Linked DNA regions of Bicyclus anynana: region 1 is linked to region 2. The links are chromatin contacts, called in public Hi-C maps. All regions are on one chromosome and are shown on one strand. Each heading gives the region's core, a stretch centred on a gene start, on an enhancer-like site or on the middle of the called end of the contact. The rest is flanking DNA. Distances are from core to core; before and after follow the strand shown.

Evidence for each region. A called contact is a pair of places that touch in the nucleus more often than the background predicts.
Region 1: a Hi-C map of whole body shows a contact between it and region 2, with 3 times the contacts expected there. The contact joins the promoter of LOC112053706 here to the enhancer-like site in region 2. A contact is called at or near these places in 2 of 2 Hi-C or Micro-C datasets (whole body and whole larva).

What each region holds. Positions count from the first base shown.
Region 1 is chr23:4,769,785-4,777,112 of ilBicAnyn1.1, reverse strand. It overlaps LOC112053706 (GAS2-like protein 1), which reads left to right and starts at 4,432. Exons shown (of 10, transcript XM_052888756.1): 1 at 4,432-4,606.
Region 2 is chr23:4,685,440-4,692,663 of ilBicAnyn1.1, reverse strand. LOC112053706 (GAS2-like protein 1) reads left to right here. Exons shown (of 10, transcript XM_052888756.1): 4 at 3,811-3,935; 5 at 4,522-4,663; 6 at 5,037-5,238; 7 at 5,458-5,504; 8 at 5,841-5,953; 9 at 6,340-6,468; 10 at 6,968-7,224. Among protein-coding and RNA genes, the nearest start is that of LOC112053704, 21 kb to the right of the region's middle. Within about 2 kb of position 3,178, at least 2 of the 8 cell types and tissues checked have open chromatin away from gene starts, as enhancers often do.

The sequences.
Region 1 (7,328 bases), core at 3,183-5,682, 83 kb before region 2:
TATAACCCTGTAGAATATGTACTACCTAATATTTAGAGGACACCTTAGATAAACACAAACAGTGAATTAAAATTAATTAGGTATAGCAGCGCTAGTCTGGCCGCAGCACTATCGGGCCAGTCTGCAGGTTATGCAAGCCATTATAACGATTGCTACAAAAAGTCGTTCATACCAACACTCGTATGTACCTACACTACACGATAATTACAGCTATTTCGTCATTCATTGTCGCAATTTAACACAGGATAGCTTTATACTAACTGGTTTATTCGAGTGCAATCCATTCCGGATAGATATCCTTAATCCGACATTGTTACGACTAGGCAATAAGTAGGCTATAATTATTATCTAAGTAAAAAAGTAGAGAGCCGTGATAGCCCATTGGAAATATGACCTCTGCCTTCGATTCCGGAGGGTGAGGGTTCGAATCCGGCCCAGTGCTTGCACGTCCAACTTTTCAGTTGTGTGCATTTTAAGAAATTAAATATCACGTGTCTCAAACGGTGAAGGAAAACATCGTGAGGAAACCTGCATACCAGAGAATTTTCTTAATTCTCTGCGTGTGTGAAGTCTGCCAATCCGCATTGGGCCAGCGTGGTAGTCTATTGGCCTAACCCTTCTCATTCTGAGAGGAGACTCGAGCTCAGCAGTGAGCCGAATATGGGTTGATAACGATGTAAAAAAATCGAAAACTTTATGTAGGGGTGTAAGGGTGCGGCTAGCACTAGTCAGCCTACTCAATTGCCAACGTCACCTGTTCGAGGTTTAACACCTTGTAGACTGACCAAAGAAGCTCTGGCGCCTGACAAATGGCAGAGAATACAAAAAAGATTTTGTAAATGGCACGGACACAACAACGCGAAAAATCTAGCCCTGCAATGTGTCTGCGTGACCAAAACCTCCTGCGCTGCAGTTGTTATGGATCATGCGTTTGTTTTTGATTATAGAGATTAGAGACACTCAGCGCGCGATGGAGTAAGGCCCAAGCTGTACTCGGAATATCTCGATGAGAAAAAAGAATGTTTTCTTCGTAACATTGTAATAATGAAATAATAAAATATGTGAAACAAGCAACAGTTATGAAATAAAGAAATGAAAAAACACTTCATACGTCAGAGTCGAGCGAAAGTAACGTTGAACAAAAGAGATAAAACAATAACTGCGTCGCACATTTGGATAATTACTATGTGAACATGCGCATGCTGCATGCACGCCTCAATACGCGAACATTTGGTTGTATCGAGTTGACCGACTGCGAGAGCAGAGGTTTTGTTTTGCGCAGCTTCCGCTCCCACGCCGCCACTGTTACTGGAATTGAAGACGCAGTTATAACTGAACTAATAAATAATTTAAATGTGGTCGGTCTACATGGCTTCACTAATTAGATTAGATTTAGATTATGAGGGCTTAAGTTCGATGCTATCTTTGAAATATCATAAGATTTTCTTATTTCTAAGAAAATAAACGTGTCTCGGAGAAAAATTTAAGCCATCTCAGCATTAATCATTGATTCTGTGAATCAATCATTATTTCCCTAAGCCCACCAACTTACATTGGAGTGTGGTGTATCTAAGCTGCATATACCTACCTTCTTCTATAGCAAAAGGAAGCAGGCCTGTAGGGGGCACAGAGAACAGAACAGGCTCATAATGATCTATATTTCTACAATAAAAACTAACTAACTAAAAGAGTATAAATCGATCTATCTGTCTGTAATTTTTATAAAATTTTGTAGATGTTTTTCAATTAGCCTGATCCGTTCGCGTTAATCTTTTGTTCGAAGACCGAATATTTATAAATATGGCATAACTGGATTAAGCAAAATTAACATAATAAATGTTCCTTCAAGACACGCCGTAAGGAAAAGTAATTTAAAAATAGGGTACCTCGAATGATAGTCGCGATAAAGCCTCCCATTGGCAGTAATCTGACAAATCAGAAAAGAGTGCGTAATTTGTAAATAAGTATAGAACCTCTTCTTAATTAATCTCCACTCATACAGATATAACATCATTGTGACACCAAATTTTATGCTCCAGACAATAGCGGCTAAAGACTAAAGTATCAAATAGTTGAAGACAAAAACAACTCACGTTAAGGAGCTCACACACGACGTTTTGCGTGTGGTGCGGTGTAGTGTTACACGGTCGGACGCAATGTGCCCAATCTTGCTCTAATCTGCCGACAATGTCTCTTCAGTTGATTAGGTGCTTCCTCTTTGATGCTTTCACAGTTCACCAGTGATGAATGCCGTAGAAATATTATGGGAACTTATAAAGATACTTTATTAATTCAATCGGTCAAGCGGTTCTTCATTATCATTTTTTGTAACAAATGAATTCAGGGGTAGGGTAGGGGTAGAGTAGGGGAAGGGTAGAGATAAAGAAGAAGTGTACAAAAGTCAAAGCGAAGCTTGACCGGGTCCGCTAGTATTATTAAAAGTTTTATTTTTTTACATTAGCAATCATCATACAACACACGATCAGTCTTATCGGACGTCATGCCGTTAGCGCTACGCTACAGGTATGTGGGCTTATTGGATAGTGGGTGGCTAGCATTAGGGTGATACTGTTTCTCTATCAGATGATCATGATCGGGACCGACGGCTTAACGTGCTCTCCGAGGCACGGGGATGTAACGCTACCAACTTCCTAACTCTGGACAGAGAATGTAACTTAACTCTGGACTCGACTCTGGATCCGAAGACAGATATCGAATTGTGATAAAGCTAAGTTATGTAGTTCTGTATGGATCAAAATATCAAAAATAAGAAATGGAAGTCATAATTTTTGGAAGTCGATTAAAAAAGTTACGCAACTTCATATACAATGGGCGCAAAAGCGAAAAGCGAATCTTACTGTTTTAACTTTTTAATGTTCTTAGCGAATGCGTCTTGCGGGTAATTAATTATGTCATATTTTGATAAACGTTCCGTTTCTCTTTCCGTTTCACACGAGCGTCCTGTCTCATGTCTGCCGCGGCGGGGCGGCAAGAGGAAATAACCTAACACATACTGCAAACAGTTAAAAAGTGAACGTTATAAGGGTCAAATAACTTATTCACATGTCTTGTGTAATTAAATGCGTGATAACTAAAGTAAGTCATTTACAGAGGCGTGCACTTAATAGATGCTAAAACACATTGCATACCCTGACAATTCATAACGAACCTGTATTGGAAGAATTATCTATTTTGTACCTGCGGAGAAAGGTGTATTATATGATAGGAGATGGAGCTTAAGCATAACACAAAGCTCCAATACGGGATGGCGTGAAGGTGATTTTGTTAAATGTTAGTGATTTTGTTAAATTCTTTAACGACCGTTGTTGTTAATCTATGACCGGGACTGGTGACATAACGTAACTCCTAGGCTCGGGCGCCTTCTCAACTCCGAGCTGACAATTTTATTGAAATTTAGAAGATAGAATAGCTCAGTAAGTATTACAAAACTCGACTCAAGATCTCGTAATCCATATCATATAGATAAAGGCTAATCAATGAATCAACGACAGCTATAATCAAACATAGACCAATTAAAATAAAAGTAAATATTGGGCGCCGAGAACAATAAAAATGCAGCAATCAGCAATGCGGATCGGATTTCAACGATCGTAGCGACAAACGCCATAAACTGCGTTACTTACGGTAATGGCGAGCGATCCGAGCATTTGCTGCATTTGCATCCAATTGCTTTTTTCGATTTGCAAAAGCGAATGCCTCGGTATTTTTCAATTGTCGTACTTGTGTGGGTAATGCTGACCCTGGGTTTGTTGTAGAAAAGTGCATGATTCCGAGAAAGGGTTAGTAATTTCCTTACTGGAGTAGATACTTGGTTAAAATTAATTGAAATGTAGCAGCCGAAGTTTGTGGGGAGAACTATATGTTCTCAACAACTCTATGCAATGGGTCTTTGCGGTGCGGCGGCAATTCACATAGCCAAATTCTCTGATGGGCCGAACTTTGCTCTAGCCGATATCCACACGTTTTAGTTTAAGGACACCCAAAAACTGATGACAACATCACCCCACATGACGTATGTCATCAAAGACCCCACCATTTGTTCATCTCCTACGCTAGTCCAAGTCCCCCTAGTGACGCAAGCCTCCGTAAATAAACAATCAGTAAAAAGCTTACCCCAATTTTTTTACCAGGCTTGCATGAGATTTAATCAAAATATTGACCATAGCTGGAGTAAATGTTCATCACTCACAGTGGAATTCATAGACGTTGTAGGGGCACCCCCAGAGGATCTTTCAGCCGCTGAGTGTCGAAACTCTATTTGTTTGAGACTTTGACACTCTGCGGATGAATGATCCCCTATAACGTCTATGAATTCCATTGTTAAATATTTTAAGACATCGAATGCCAGGAGCATTGGCGTGGGGTATAGGTGCTCTGCAGTCTGCACTCTGCAGTGTGTTACCCCGCGGCGCGCCTTCATATTGCACGCAGACGCGGTGCTGTGCAGACGTGTCGTATTGTTTCGTCGCCGGTGGAATAATAACCGTATCGTAATAATTTACGCTAATCTCAAAGTTTCAAATTAATTAGTGGGTGAGAGTTTGTGTGACGCTAAGGCGCTGGTGTGGAACAGCAGTTATGAGACGTGAGTGGAAAGAATACTAAAACTGTTGATATTATTTTGGTGAGTGTTTTTATGGACTTTTTAGTTTTATCTGCGGCGGTACTCGTATTTACTTTATTATTCTGCAACTATTGTTTTTTTTTTTTTTTCACTTTAACTGTTTTGTTTAACGACCGCTTTTGTTTATGCCACTTGAATTTCGTTACTTTCAATAAGTACCGAATGATATTGTATATAGAACTGCACTCGACGTTATTTTTGAGGTTTGTATACTTATTGTGGGTACTGGGTACGTATTTAAAAACGCTCAATTACATACCTACCACTTAATTGCAAAGATATTCTATTAATATAATAATAATCGTTGCCTACTCGCTTTAAATGATAGACCACTAATTACTGTTAATTATAGTTTTTATACTAAATATAATTATAGTAGGTAACACTAATAGCCGCCACGCGGTTTCTCCCGCATACCTAGTTCCGTTCCCGTAGGAATACGGGGATAAAATATAGCCTATAGCCCATAGCCAAAGTAGAAGTACTCGGGGAACAGTAAAATAATTTTATTCTTCAAATAGGTTGAGTTTCAGAGCTTAGCAATGCAACAAAAAACAGTCAAATCTTTCATCTTTATAATATTAGTAGGTTACAGATGTGTAAGTAGACTGTGCTAAGAGACTCACCAAAATGTAGGTAGGTATGTAGGTCTCAGAGACTCACCAAAATGCACGTAAAAGTAAAATCCATAGAAAAGGAAATACAAAATATCATAAGCACATTGTCCTAGACTAGACAATTGCTGATAACATTGTTAATAGCTTTTGTTTTGTTTTTTGTGTTCCTATTGGTTCAGTGCAAATACTCGTACCTGTCTGTTTGTACAGTGTGCAAGTATAATGCAGTACCTACCTATTTTACTTACTTATCGGCTAATTTATAGGTAGGTACAATAATAATAATATTAGGTAAAACTGAAACTCGAAATTAATTTAATTCTTGCAGCTTATTTTACAAGCACTTTTGAAGCGTCAAGTTATGTCATGACTTAATGATGATAATAAGGTCGAAAATTCTTACTATTTTGATATTTTTTATTACCTCATTGGTCCAGTGGTGGTGGTAAAGTTAGTCTATGCGGCTTCGGATGGCAAGGTCATGGGTTCCAGTTTGGACGGTCAAATGGAAATTCTGAGCTTTTCTTTCTTTTATAAAAATTACAAATTATATAGGTACGTAAGTAACAGTAAAATTTCCATAGGTATACCACCTTAATAGGTACCTCGTGCTTTGGAGAGCTCGTAAAGCTCTCGAACTCGGCCATTATTATTATTAACATCTTAGTTAGTTACTTAGGGGACGTTAATGAATTTAACAATATTACCCTAAACCCGCCAACAAGCACTTGTGCAGAGTGGTGGGTCTAAGTTTCATATCCCTTCCAGAGAGGCGCCCTGAAAAGAGCTGATAATGATGAATATTTTAACTGATAACAAGGAGAACATGCTGTGACTCTTGATTAATGTTTAACTATTAACTGCCTCTTTGGTCCCGTGGTTCACTGGTTCAACTACTGACAACGAGGTCCAGGGTTCAAATCCCGGGTCAGGCCAACCAGAAAAAACAATGTTAAGTATTGCGATTTTTCTAACAAGAAAAATCATATTGCCTGGACCACAGCAGAGAATACATATACGCTGGAGTTGGGAAGTTGGTGGTGCCTCGGAGAGCAGAGCATGCAAGTATGGCGTCGGTCTTCCGCCTGATCTTTCACCGGTCGTGATAGTCTGCCGTGTCATCGGACTACGAGATTGAGGGAACAGCGAGTGCACCTGTGCTTGTGCACTCACTTATGCACTATAATATTTCCTGCATAGGCACATGGTTAATCTCACCATGAGATTGGCAAACATAAACTTCTAGTCCGCTCTGAAGTAGGAACACGACGAACTGCGGAGCAATACCTGCCTCATAAGTAGAAATTTGTCGAGATTTTTACTATTTCAGACCGCATCGTCACTTACCATCAAGTGATATCGTACTGCAGCGGTAACTTGTACAGTTTCCGTTATTCGTAATAATTTAAATATTACAAAGCATTTCTTTTGTTCTACCCATGAACAAACTCGTACTATGGGGTCTCAAAAACCAACAAAACAAATTTTAAAATTGTCTCACCGAATACAAAGTGTATCGAAGGCTCTCAATCAATGTCGCGGCCGCTAAATTTTTTATTAACATTTTGATATCCAATAAATTAAAAAACGATCATCTCTAATCTTTAGCTGTGGCTCTTAATTAGCGTTTCTTTGCTGAAGGAACTAATTCATTAGGAACTTGAGTGTGTAATTAACACAGCTAGGCCGAGTTTTATTAATTTTATACGACTCATCATGTATCCTTCAAAGACTGTTGCGATTAACTGTTTACTATACGGTTAATTAACGTTTAATTAGGAGATATTCTCAACAAATTGTGAACCTTTAAATATAAATCTTTTATGTACGAAAAATGGTTCTTACTTCATGGGAATACAGGTCGTATTGCAAGAAGGCACTTCCCGATCTAATACCGGAATCCATACACGGAGCGAAGTTTTTACCGCCCGAATGCCATCTCCATATGTGGCTGTGAGCCTGGTACTCGCTAGCAAAAACTTGACAAAATAAATGGCCTCCTCGTTGTTATAGCATCCTCGTGTTCTGAACCCGGAACCTTTGGGTACATTCCGAAGGCGGGACGA
Region 2 (7,224 bases), core at 1,929-4,428:
GCATGTATTTTGTAAAAAAATGAGACTAAGCTCAAATGAATTGGTTGTGAAAATGGGCATACGTATTCGATCTTGTATTAAAAGATACTTTATAGCAAATCGCACAGCATAATAAAATAATACCACAAGTCACAATTATAAGATGTAGAATAAGGTATTTTAATATTCGTTCTTACTTCTTGCAAGGGTCTATTGAGCATGCTTTTGCTATTATAAACCTATAAGAGCAAATGAAAAAAGAGTGAAGTGGTTTAAATATAGCCGTGTCCTTGCATAGGGAATGCATATTAGCGTCGCGGGAGTGCTGCGGGGCGGGACGACGGGGGGAGGGCGAAAGGGGTGCGATTATATTACCTATCTGCAATAACTATACCCATAATAATATTATTTTAAGAGGTAAAGTTTGTGGGGTTATAGGGGTTATAGGGATACTCTCTGGAGACTATGGATCTCATGAACTTTGAAAATTCTTGACATTGCGTATATAGAGTTAAACATTGCGCGCCATATTTGAATATAGCTCGAAAATCCTAGTTACGTATGTAACAAAAACCTTAGACACCCCCCACGTCGCTGTGACAAACGTAATATTTTGAAAACTATTTAGAGAGGGGGTCCCTGTGAACTGGTCACGTAGGATGGGCACGCTCCTTAGCTAGAGGCATGATGCCGGCCGAGATGTGAGCCGCACGCGGCGCGGTGCCGAGCTATTTGCTATCAATAATTCATGAGCCCCAGACCCTGGCAGCCCGCGAGGCTCTATTTATGCAAGAGTTGAGCGACCCCATATTCTTATGCTGCCTACATACATTATTGTAATATTGAAAATTGCAGGAGAATTTCAACTGACCCTTTATAAAAGCACGGCAGTTTTCAGAATTATTTTTTTATATACCTACTATAAGATGACGGAATAAGTAGTTAGTTCACCTGATGTGAAGTTAAAAATAGCTTCAAATAGAGCAACAGGGAAATAAAACGTCCTTCGTACAAAAGGTATTGAGCCTCCTGTCTCCGCAACTACAGAGGCAACTAACTATACCATCTGTACACTAACAGACAAGTGCTGCTTGGCCGCAAGATAATCAAGGGGTTGTTTCTTCCCCGGATAAGCTTCCTCGAAGAGTTCACCATCTACTACTTAAATTGTTATATTTCCAATAATTCGATGAATCATTACGAGATCTCAGAACCTTCGAATATTTGGATGTTAGCTTCTCACTATGAAAGTCTATTGTTGTTGAGTAAGAAGGGTAAGAACATAACTAGGTAGGTACAATGCTCAATAAAGTTACAATGGTTTCGTGTTTATAAAGGACTAGCCGAGGCTCTGCGGTTTCACCCGCGTAGTTCCTGCTCCCGTGAGAGTATACGAGGATAAAATATAACCTATTAGCTGCCGCCGCGCGGTTTTACCCGCGTGGTTCTCGTTTCCTTAGGAATACGGGGATAATTAGCCTATAGCCTTCCTCGATAAATGGGCTATCTAACACTGAAGGAATTCAAATCGGACGTTCCCAAGATTGAGCGTTCAAGCAAACAAACAAACGAACTCTTCAGCTATAAAATATTAGTAGACACTCACAAATAACGTGGCTTTCTAGTGGTAAAAGAATTTCCTAAATCAGTTCAGTGGGTTCAGAGATTACCCCTACAGACCGCAAAGTTTACCTCTTTATAATATTACTAGCAGACGCCCGCGACTTCGCCCGCGTAAATTTCGATGTCAATTTTACTACTACCCTTACCCTACCCTACCATTATCCTACCACTACCCCAACCCTACCCAACCCCTACAACTACCCTACCCCTACCCTACCATACCCTACCCTACCCTACCCCTACCCCCACCCTACCCCTACCCTACCCCAAACCTACTCCTACCCTACCCCTACCTTACCTACACCCTACTCCCATCCTACCCCTACCCTCCCCGTACCCTATCCCTTTCCTACCCCTATCCCACCCGTACCCCTATCTCACGCCTATCCTACCCATACCCTACCACTTCCCTATCCTACCCGTACCTCTACCCCACCACTACCCTACCTCTACCCCTACCCTACCACTACCCTAAACCCGGCCCTAAACCTACCCTACCCCTACACTACCCCTACGCTTCCCTACCCGTACCCTACCCTACCCTGTAACTTCTCTATCTTACTCCTACCCTTAGCAAAATCGGTCCAGTCCTTCGACAGTGGTGGTATGACCAAGAGAAATAGAGACTTCTATGCTAATAATATAAAGAGGTAAAGTTCGTGTGGTTGTAGGAGGTAATCTCTGGATCTACTGGACCGATTTGGAAAATTGTTTTACCAATAGAAAGCTACGTTATTTGCGAGTGTCATGGGCTATGTTTGATCCCCGTATTCATACGGGAACGGGAACTACGTAAATGAAAGCGCCGGGCGTCATATAGCGGAATTTCTGCGTCTTTTAGAAATTTTGTATTATCTCCGAAACTATTTAAGTAATTAACATACTGTAAAGGGCAAATCTTATCTCCATAATATTTTTGTGATTATTAAATGATTTATTTTAATAAGGATTAAAGTTTAGTTGTATAAATAATGACGTAAACCTAAGCATATAAAATTAATAATTTTTAAAACACAAAAGGTACTATATCTGCTAATATATAGAAGATAGATATATGGTGTCGCGGTCTTTTTTGTAGAACATTTAAAGATACATAAAGTCTTCATACATTAATTTCAATTTTACACAATAGTTAAGGCAGCGCATGCGAATAAGTCTGTTTAAGAGGATTTTCAGTCCGACCTGTATGACAAAAACTGTGATAACTCGGCTAATATATATGATACCAATATAAAATATAGTCTATAGCACTCCCCGATAATGTAGCATTCTACTGGTGAAAGAATTTTTGAAATCGGACCAGTAGTTCCGAAGATTACCCCATTTAAAAATTGTGACAAACTTACAAACTTACAAACTTTACCTCTTTATAATATTAGTATAGATTGGAATTTTATCTCCATTTTTGATCGGATAGAGACAGTAGAAAGTAGATTGTTTTACGATTTTCTGACAAAGTTCACGTTAAAAACTGCAATGTTCATGTTGGTACCAGACAATCACGGACCGGATCGGTAGCGGGCCGTGCGCGTCACGGGAGCGGCAACGCGTGACGTAACGTATCTTTTAACGATGATAAGCGATGCATACGGTTACTTAACGGGCAGAGATCACGTTGCTTTTTTATTGGTCGAAGACTGAACTGTGGTACTACATGGACTCATTATATCTACGTTACAAGTTTTACCGAATGCATGAGGTACATTTGTATGTAACTAGTCCAGTGTTGGCCGTAAACACTGCCTCTTTATGTGCGTTTGTATTTGCAATTCGCAATCATTACCGATAACAAATGTTACTTATTACCTGATGAGTGTACATACGGCCTAATCCATAAATAACGACGTAAATCAAGATTAGATTTAGATTTACCGGCGTATCGACCTATTACACCACTACTATATTAAGGTTAATAGAGCCTTGCATCTGATGAAATAATTATATGCCATAAAAAATAGTCTTTGTTTGCTTCGCTAGGTTGTGTCTCACAAGCTGAGCTCAATCTTTCATAAACGTCATCGTCATCATCATATCGGTCGATGGACGTCCACTGCGGAACATATATCTCTTGTAAGGACTTGCAATTTAAACACCATGGTACTAACTCCCAGTCTACCTGCATCTAGCGTCGTCTAGTGAATGCTTGCCAGTTGACACACAATAAAGATATTGATGTTATATTGATTGTATGAACTTCCTTGTCCACAGGCATCACGTACCTGTCGGGAGAGAACTTCCTCGATGTGCTGGACAACGGCGCAGAGCTGTGCCAGCTGGCGGTGGTCATCCACGAGCGAGCGCGGGAGGCTCTCGACCAGGGGCTCATTGTGGGGGTGAGTGCAACACCCCTGAGTAGTGTACTGGTGACTGTATACTGCACAGATGCCTCATCATCATCATCATCATCATCATCATATCAGCCGATGAACGTCTACTGTAGGACATAGGTTGTTGTAGGAACTTCCAAACATCGCGACCCTGGGCCGCCTGCATCCAGAGAATCCCAGCTATATTACTAGTATACATCCAGATACAATAGCGTCATTAGAGTGAGCCGCGGTGAGCGGTCTGCCGCTTTCCGTTAACGCTATTGCGTTACATTGTGCGTCGTACTCAGGGTCGTAGATACCGTGGTATCATCCGTATCAATGATACGGAGCCCTCGGACTACAGGCCCGACTACAGACTAAAGGGCCCCCCTTTAAGTGTGAAAAACACAAATTAGTAAAATTTAATCTACAATCTCATTTAATCTGGTGCTTCTCGGAGAATAAAAACATAACTGTTAAAGAGATTTTCGGAATTTGCCGCTCGTCTATTAGGCCCCCCGACTAATTTTGATACAGGGCCCCTCCAAGGGGCTCTAACTCCTACAATATGAATACCTAGATGTCCTCGTAACTCAGCCTGTGTCCCCAGCCGGTGCCAGCGATCCGCGGGCGCTGCTGGCAGCGCGCGGCGCGGCGCAGCTTCTTCTCGCGCGACAACGCGGAGAACTTCATCACTTTCTGCCGCGAGCTGGGCGTGCACGAGAACTTGCTGTTTGAAAGCGATGACCTTGGTGAGAACTATCATAAACACATATAAGTAAAATCGAAGTCTGTTATTTCGAAAACAAATTGTGGCTAATTTGTTCGACTCTGAAACGGTTAAACTAATTTAAATGGGACTTTTACTGGTAGTTAGAGGAGGTTTTTGAACACAATATAGGCTACTTTTTATGCCGGAAAAAACCATGCTTTCCACGGGAACCAAGGATTTTAATGGTAAAGGAAGGATTGTGTTAAGGAACATTATGGAGTTCCTCAGCACAATCTCCAAAATATCTATATCTTACCGTATATCCCCCCTCCTATAAAGGAAGGCTTATTTAGTGAGCCGTCACAACGCTTGATACTGATGATGAAACTTATATTAATATTCTCTCTGTCTAGTGTTACACAACCAGCCTCGCCAAGTGATCCTGTGCCTTCTAGAAGTGGCGCGGCTGGCGACCAAGTTCAACGTGGAGCCGCCCGGGCTGGTGCAGCTGGAGAAGGAGATCGCCCTGGAGGAGCGGGACTCGGGGCTGGACTCGGCCATGTCGGGCGCCGCGTGGCAGTTCCGGGACAACTCGCCGTCGCCCGTCAGGGATAAGTGAGCTCAATGTTGATGTTATAATGCTCGACTTCAGGCTGAGTTTGTTGTTGGCTCTTCGCGGACCAAGGCGCTTTGGAACCCTCGTAATTTTTTTTTCTTTTTTGAAGCTATCACTCACAACACTGTCTCGCAGCAAAGAGTTACTGCGGTAAATTCAATTGACTGTTCTACTCGTAAACTGTTTTCGTAGTATCTAAACATGGCTTTCTTTTTCAGGTCAAAGTCTGAAGCGTTACCCTCTTCACCAGATGATCCACATGAAAGTAAGTCTGTGTTCAATTCACTTTTTTGATCGATATTACTTACCTATGATGCTGATTCAATGTAAATAAGTATGTAATTCATACTTCGTGCTATATTACTTTGTATAAGCTGATTAGAGCAGGTAGGTATATTGGTATTGATGTAATCGAAATCTACTACCGATTTGGAAGATTTTGATTATACTGAATTGAGCAAGAATCTCAACTTACTCTTTTTAAATTTCTTACATCCAGTCTTTTCATCTTTTTAAACTTTATCGTTTTTGTGTTATCTCTCGTGTAAATGTGAACCGATTTCCTCCAAACATGTTGTCATTAGGCATGAAATCTTTTCAGGTCAGCACTCAGTGCCGGACAACACGGACGCAGAGAGCACCAAGTCCGGCGGCACGGAGAGCAGCACCGACACGGACGTGCCGCTCAAACCTACCAACGAGCTGGACAAAAGAGTAAGGACTTTTTGATCGATAGCTAAGTCTAACTTTATCATTGCAAAAAGAAAACACATAAATAATTATTTTATTTTATTTTATGTCTGACATTCATAAAACTACCAAAAAAATCAGCATTTCGCTTGTTGTTCCAAACAAATTAATACACCTTCCTCTGAAAACCTCGGTTAGGCCTCTCTCTGCTCTCTCCGCTCTTGAGACATCTGACTAACAGTCGCATTGGCACGTGTATGTTTGATTTTTGTTCCCTCATTCCCGCTCACACTTTTCTCTAATTGTAAAGTTTTTAAATGTAACTCCTCCTTGCCTGTAAGTTATGATGATCGGATACGTGTAGACAGTTCAGTAAGTAGTCGCTAACACAAAATTCCCCTGTTGTCCAGGTTCAGCTGGTGACGCGTCTGATGGAGCGTGGCTGCACCTGCGGCTCGGGCAAGTGCTCCAAGCTGCTCAAGGTCAAGAAGGTCGGCGAGGGCCGCTACAACATCGCCGGCAGAAACGTCTTCATCAGAGTACGTGACTTATTTATTGTAAAATTACCTATTACTAAGGTTTATATTTATTGTATCGACCAAGTCGCTCCCCCAGGAACATCCTTGGGCCCACAGCAAGTTAACAGGGGACGACGAGTTGCTCGAACTAAAAACAGCGCTACGCTGCAGGCCTATGAATGGAACTTACCTGGGTTCCTTTGCGGAATTGGATATGGACGAGACAGCGCGAGTAGTGTATGTGGAGTGTGTGTGTAGGTGTAATGTAACCTCTTGTCTTACAATAGCTCTGGTGACCCGAGGACACTGCCGAGACGGCGCCAGCCAGCTCGAAGATACAAGACGCGTGCGATTTTTAGAGCTGAGCTTACCCTCATTTCACTAGATTCTGCCAGATGGTGTTGTATCTTCTGGAACAAGTCTGCTCAATTTACGTATAAATTGTACAAATTAAATAAATTTCTAGTTTTATAGTAGGTAGGGTTTAGTTGAGTAATATTTTTTTTTTATTAATTTCCAGCTGCTGAAAGGTCGTCACATGATGGTGCGAGTGGGCGGCGGCTGGGACACGCTGGAGCACTTCCTGTCCCGCCACGAGCCGTGCCAGGTGCGCCTCGTCACGCCGGGCCGCCGGGACGTGCTGCCCGTCGCCCTCCCGCCCTCTCCCCGCACCTCGCCCCGCCCGTCACCCTCCCCCGCCAGCAGCAAGAACTCGCTCACCCGAGAGCCGACCGGCAAGTCGCCCTCCCCCGCCGGCAGCAAGACGTCCCTCACCAA